2 separate regions of the Mus musculus genome follow, and region 2 is linked to region 1. A link is a contact called in public HiChIP or PLAC-seq data. All regions are on one chromosome and are shown on one strand. Each heading gives the region's core, a stretch centred on a gene start, on an enhancer-like site or on the middle of the called end of the contact. The rest is flanking DNA. Distances are from core to core; before and after follow the strand shown.

The links. HiChIP or PLAC-seq counts read pairs in DNA pulled down with a chosen protein or histone mark.
Region 2: a contact with region 1 is called in an HNF4G HiChIP or PLAC-seq map of pancreatic cancer cells. The contact joins two enhancer-like sites. A contact is called at or near these places in 3 of 484 Hi-C or Micro-C datasets (the STO cell line, neural stem cells and tail fibroblasts) and 1 of 115 datasets of contacts at active chromatin or transcription factors (pancreatic cancer cells).

Annotation. Positions count from the first base shown.
Region 1 is chr4:56,498,405-56,501,598 of GRCm38.p6, reverse strand. No RefSeq gene overlaps it. Among named protein-coding and RNA genes, the nearest start is that of Gm34628, 22 kb to the right of the region's middle. Within about 2 kb of position 1,473, at least 8 of the 459 cell types and tissues checked have an H3K27ac peak or open chromatin away from gene starts, as enhancers often do. A contact at or near this core is called in the STO cell line and pancreatic cancer cells, where this site is marked.
Region 2 is chr4:56,392,509-56,395,977 of GRCm38.p6, reverse strand. No RefSeq gene overlaps it. Among named protein-coding and RNA genes, the nearest start is that of Gm42291, 78 kb to the right of the region's middle. Within about 2 kb of position 1,962, at least 31 of the 459 cell types and tissues checked have an H3K27ac peak or open chromatin away from gene starts, as enhancers often do. A contact at or near this core is called in the STO cell line and pancreatic cancer cells, where this site is marked.

The DNA.
Region 1 (3,194 bases), core at 224-2,723:
CTCCTCTGTGGCTTCTCATGAAGAGAACGAAGGGTGACCACCCAGAAGCAGCTTAGAGAAGACCTTCTGTAGCCTGAATGTTAATCTTGGGGTTCAGTGACTGCAGTTCCTTGATTCAGAGGATCAGCAATGAGGCCCTAAGACTCTGCAGTTCTCTCTCTCTCTCTTTCCTTCCTCCCTCCCTCCCTCCCTCCCTCCCTTCTTTCTTTCTTTCTTTCTTTCTCTTTCTCTCCTTCTTTCCTTTCTTTCTTTCTTTCTTTCTTTCTTTCTTTCTTTCTTTCTTTCTTTCTTCTTTCCTTTCTCTTTCCTCCCTCCCTCCCTCCCTCCCTCCCTCCTTCCTTTTCTCTCCCTCCCTTCTTCCTTTCCTCCCCTTCCTTCCCTTCCTCCCTTCCTTCTTTCCTCCCTCCCTCCCTTTCTTTTTTCCATCCCTCCCCCTCTCTCTCCTTCCTTCCTTTCATCCTTTCTTTCTTCCTTCCTTCTTTCCTTTCATCCTTCCTTCCTTCCTTTCATCCATCCATCCATCCATCCTTCCTTCCTCTCTCTCTCTCTCTCTCTCTCTCTCTTTCTCTCTCTCTTCAGTCAGGGTTTCTCTGTGCATCCCGGCTATTCTGGAACTCTGTAGACCAGGTTGGCCTCAATCCCAGAGATTACTCTGCATTTCTAATGCACACACAGTGCTGCCATGGCTGTGAACCACATTTTTCAGAGATACTTATGGGGGATCAGGCAATCAAGTTGAGGCTAGACTAAATGAATATCTATTCCAGCCTCCAGACCTTTGGAATCTGTCTGCAAAAATCATTCACCATTCAATGGTCATAGACAGGTGGCAGTGGAATGTGTTTAAAGAAACTTATTGGTATTTTACAGGTAATGCTGGTACTACAAAATTTAAGAGACACGAAAAGAGTACTCAGTAAAAGAACAAAGCCCTCCTTCTCCCTTCTCTAGTCACCCGGGTCCTTTCCTTAGGCTTTATTTATGATTATTAGGCTTTGGTGGTGGGGGTGGGGTTTATTTTTTCCCCCAGGGGCAATCTGGGTATGTGCACGCATATACTGTTCTTCTCTAGTTCTTCTATCTTACTTTTCCCTCTGAGATGTATCATAGAACCATCATATATTAGTACATATGGAGTTGTTGCAACAACTAAGATAACTTCGTATTAACATATAAACTAAACAGTTCTCTATTGATAAATATTCCTTGCACAGTTTTGCTTGCACAATGTTACCATGAAGACATTTGGACACATCTTATGTCAGACAAATAGAATCTATTCCCAGGAGCAGAATTGCTGGATCAAAGGACATGGGTGTCTAACATTTTGATGGGTGGTACCACCTTGCTTTACATGGCTGCTTTGGCAGTCTGCAGTTCCACTAAACATGCACGGGGTGTTCTTTCCCCACACCCTGGCCCACACCAGATTTGCAAATGCTTTGATGTCTGCCAGTGTGGTAGGTGCTGATGTCTCATTGCGGTTTAATTTGCATTTCCCATAGTAGGAGTGACATTGAGACAGTTAACCCATTGTCCCTCAGCCATTCCCATTTCATTTCCAGGAGGTTCCAGCTGCTAACCTTTCCTGGTGATTGGCACGCACTCCTTACAAATAAGGAAATTCATCATTTGTCATGTGAGTTGCAAACATTTCCTGCAGATAACTTTATTTGGGCTTAGTCAGGTGTCATAACCTTTGCATAGTCTCATGGGTCAGATTTTTCAGTCGTGTGTATTTGTGTATGTGTGTTTGCCATACGGTCTCTGGCTCTCCCAGTTAGAAAACACCAAATGATTCTCCTTGGTTTATTCTGGTGTTTTTCCATTTTACTCTCTCTTATTTAAATCTGCGATGTAACTAGAACTTACCTCAACAGGCTAGGTGTGGACCTATTTTTTTTCCAGGAGGTCACAAAAGATCACATAGTAAACAATTTTTCTCCTAGTCACAGTTGAACACTGTTTTTTGTGAACACACATGTCCCATGTTTATGTCTTAACTTTCTACTCCATTCCATTGATTTACCCACTTGTGAGCCTTGTTGCATGATCGTAACTTTTAATATCTTTCAAAACATTTTATTTATTTATTTATTTTTTATTTTTTATTTATTGTTTTTTTGAGACAGGGTTTCTCTGTGTAGCCCTGGCTGTCCTGGAACACACTTTGTAGACCAGGCTGGCCTCGAACTCAGAAATCTGCCTGCCTCTGCCTCCCGAGTGTTGGGCTTAAAGGTGTGCGCCACCACGCCTGGCATTAAATACTGAGTGAGTTGGTCCCCATTCATTACTCCTGTCTCCCTACTCCTTGTCTTTTCTTTTTGTGGGGGATTACTCTTACCTGTTTCAAGTTTGAATGGTGCATGTCTATGCTTGTGTGGTTAAAAAACATCTGAATGCCATTTTTTTTTCCCGATGGCGCTTTAGATTTTAGATAGATTTAAGGCAGCAGATGTTTTTATGATACTGAGTGTTCTTAACAAAGAACATTGTGCATTTTCTACTGGTTTGTTTTTCTTTTGGCTCTTAAGAATAGCATCTTAAAGTTTTCTATATGTAGATTGTATAGATCTTCTCTTCCTCATCTTGATCTTGGTTATTCTCAGATCTTTTGACTTTTTTCCTTTGAGTCTGCCAGTGTGAGTGTGCGTATTTGTGTTTGTGTGTGTTTGTATGTTTGCTTGTGTGTGGAGTGTGTGAGTGGGTAAGTGCACAAATGAAGATGCAGATGGTAGCCATAGGTCAACCTCCAGTGCTTATCTATAAGCACCAACTTCTTCTTCTCCTCCTCCATCCTCCTCCTTCTTCCTCCTCCTCTTCCTCTTCTTCCTCTTTCCTCTCCTCCTCCTCCTACCCCCTCCCTCCTCATCCTTCCCTCATTTTGTCTTGAGAAGCTAGTTTCAGGGATCTGCCTGTCTCCCCCATCACCAGATCTGAGATTCCAAGCATACTCTGCCATGCCTGGCTTCTTAAATTCGGGTTTCTTCTTGGGCTGATGGTTCAGTAAAGATTAAGAACACTGACTGCTCTTCCAGAGGACCCAGGCTTGATTTCTGGCTCATATGTGGTGACTCACAGTTCTCAGAAATTCCAGTTCCAGGGGATGTAGAATTATCTTCCGGCCTCCAAGAACATCGGGCATACATGCAGTCCACATACACACATGTGGTAAACACCTATACAGATAAAAG
Region 2 (3,469 bases), core at 713-3,212, 110 kb after region 1:
GGGCATCTCTTTCTTTAGATTTGGGAAGTTTTCTTCAATAATTTTGTTGAAGATGTTTGCTGGTCCTTTGAGTTGAAAATCTTCATTCTTATCCACTCCTATTATCTGTAGGTTTGGTCTTCTCATTGTGTACTGGATTTCCTGGATGTTTTGAGTTAGGATCTTTTTGCATTTTCCATTTTCTTTGATTGTTGTGCCGATGTTCTCTATGGAATCTTCTGCACCTGAGATTCTCTCTTCCATCTCTTGTATTCTGTTGCTGATGCTGGCATCTATGTTTCCAGATTTCTTTCTTAGGGTTTCTATCTCCAGCGTTGCCTCACTTTGGGTTTTCTTTATTGTGTCTACTTCCCTTTTTAGGTCTAGTATGGTTTTGTTCATTTCCATCACCTGTTTGGATGTGTTTTCCTGTTTTTCTATAAGGACTTCTACCTGTTTGGTTGTGTTTTCCTGTTTTTCTTTAAGGACTTGTAACTCTTTAGCAGTGTTCTCCTGTATTTCTTTAAGTGAGTTATTAAATTCCTTCTTTATGTCCTCTACCATCATCATGAGATATGCTTTTAAATCCAGGTCTACTTTTTCAGGTGTGTTAGGGTGCCCTGGACTGGGCGAAGTGGGCGTTCTGGGTTCTGATGATGGTGAGTGGACCTGGTTTCTGTTAGTAGGATTCTTACATTTACCTTTTGCCATCTGGTAATCTCTGGAGTTAGTTGTTATAGTTGTCTTTGTTTAGAGATTGTTCCTTTGGTGATTTTGTTACCTTCTATCAGCAGAGGTGGGAGACTAGCTCTCTCCTCTGAGTTTCAGTGGTCAGAGCAGTCTCTGCAGGCAAGCTCTCCTCTTTCAGGGAAGGTGCACAGTTATTTGGTGTTTGGACCTCCTCCTGGCTGAAGATGAAGGCCCAAAACAGGATATTTCCCAGAAGCTGTGTTGCTTTGGCCAGGAAGGTGGCCAGTTGTCTGGAGCTGAAGATGGCGCTGCCTCAGAAGCTCTGTGGCTCTTGCCTGTCCCAGAAACGGCTGGCCTCTGTATTCCACACCCTCACCCGTGCAGCCTGCCCTCCGCGGAGTCCCAGAACCAAGGTGGCTTCCACAGGAGCCTGAGGCAGAAACCTCTCGGGCCGGGTGGACCCCTGTGCTCTCACCAGGAAGGTGGCCAGTTGTCTGGAGCCGAAGATGGCGCCACCTCAGAAGCTCTCTGGCTCTCGCCTGTCCCAGAAAGGCTGGCCTCTGTATTCCACACCCTCACCCGTGCAGCCTGCCCTCCGCGGAGTCCTGGAACCAAGGTCGATAGAAGTTTTTAATAGTAGCCTTAGAAGCCTTAGAGGAAGATACCAGTATTGTCCTTCCCATTTTACAGATGCAGAAATTGTCTCATTGAGCAATGAGCAATGAATGCCTTTATTCAAGGTCACATGGCTTACTCAGAACATAGCTGATACATAGACACATGCTCTCTCTCTCTATCTGCCACAGGGACTGGAGCTCCATTTGCTACCACACTGTCTTCCACACCAAGCTCCTGCCATATAACAGGGATCTGTGAATACATATTGAGTCATGGAAGTCAACTAATTCATCTTAATTAGGATGTCTTTGTTCTTTGGTGCAGAAATTGAGGAAGAGAACATATAGCACACAGAGTAATGTTGGTGGCTAGAACTTTGTCTTCCAAACACTTGATAACTCCCTGGGCAAGTGCCAGAAACACCAGGAAAGCTGGAAGCAGTAACTTGGGCTTACCATTTAGTGGCTCAGGCCATCCACTTTTTTTCTGTCTTGAATTGATGGAAAGGAGCCCCACAACTCTTCCAATGAAACCCAGCCCAAGCATCATGGGAAGGGATAGTGGGGGTGGCTGCCCAGTGGACATTCTCCATTTCAGATGTGGTTAAGGGCAGAGTTCCCTCTTGGTTTGTCCTAAACTTTCACCCCAGGATGAGTAAGGGGATGATTCACCAGCAGTCTATTTTCACTAGTAAATCAGTTCCAACTCAGCACAGTTTCCATTGCCATAGAGGGCAAACCACAGCCATATTGAGCTTGTTAATACTTAAAGCTAGAGTTGGGCAGTTTGCAGATGACAAAGGCAGTCCTTTGGGGAAAATATACAAATGATTTATGGTGTGATACAGAGGTTAAGGACAAGGGGTTCTTATCATACCACATTTTATTGCATCAACTATACATGTATTTAGGTTCTGGGGCAGTTGCTGTGAATACAAAGCAGATTAAGATAAACTTATTTCTCTGGGTGTGTTATATTTACCATGCTGACTGTTCTGAGTCAATGCAGTTAACCATGTTAAGTCCAGAAGGAACTTAATAACATGCCATTTGAGGTCCTCATAGAAGGATCTAGAAGACTGACAAGAGACAGTGAAAGAGTTTTGCAGGTAAAGGAGTAGAACCAATGGAGATTGGAAAGATGAGACGATTGTGAGATACAGGAGATTGTTGGCACATGGGGTCTGCATGTGGGAAGATTTGGAATGACAAAGGAAGAGACAGCATATGGAGCCTTCTGGTGAGGTGGAGAGCAACCCTCAGTCACTTCTGTCATTTTCAACAGCCTCAAGTTTAATTCTACAGTTAAAGAAGCAGGCTGAAGATAGTGATGAGAGCATCAGTCTATGGACTCTTTCAGTGGTCCTGGCCAACAGTCCTGCCCTCTGACGGTTTGGTCTATAAGTACTTCTTTTATGTTGTCCTTTAGACATTCCTTTACCCATCCTTCAGGCAATGTCTAAATTGATAACAAATTAACCATAATCAAATTCTTATTACTTCAGAGCATTTAATCCAATGCTGAAAAGATGGATAGAGGTAAAGATGAGACATAGACATTTCATGACATGTTTTCATGTTATTTTTATAGTAAATAATTCACTGAACCTTTAAGAGGTTAAGTAGCTTGATGAAGGTCATACAGGTAAGGGTCCTAGATTGAAGCCCTGAAAATCCCCTGGTTCTCAGTTCCCTAATCTGTTATATAAGTAGGCTAGGGATATAACACAAAAGAACTGAAGATCAATTATTACAGTATATGTTGGGGTTGGAGAGATGACTCAGCAGTTAAGAGCACTTGTTGCTTTTTGCAGAAGACTCAGATTTAGTTCTCAGCAGGTTCATGATAACTCACAGCAATCTGTAACTCCAGTTCCAGGGGATCCAATACCCTCTTTTGGCTCCACAGACATCAGATACACAGGTAGAACACATATATACATTTAGGTAAAACATGCAGGCCCAGAAAAATGAAAAAACAAATCTTTAATAACTGCATATGTGTAAAGCCCCACACAACACATCACATCTAATTACTCTATTTTGTTTTGTGTTGGTGCTGGGAATTGAACCCAGGGACCTGGGCATGCTATGTGAGTGCTCTGCCATTGAACTAGGTTCATACCCTGAAAGTATAACAACGTAAAAACAGAATTCTAGGGCTTTAGACCCAGGCTTGGGAA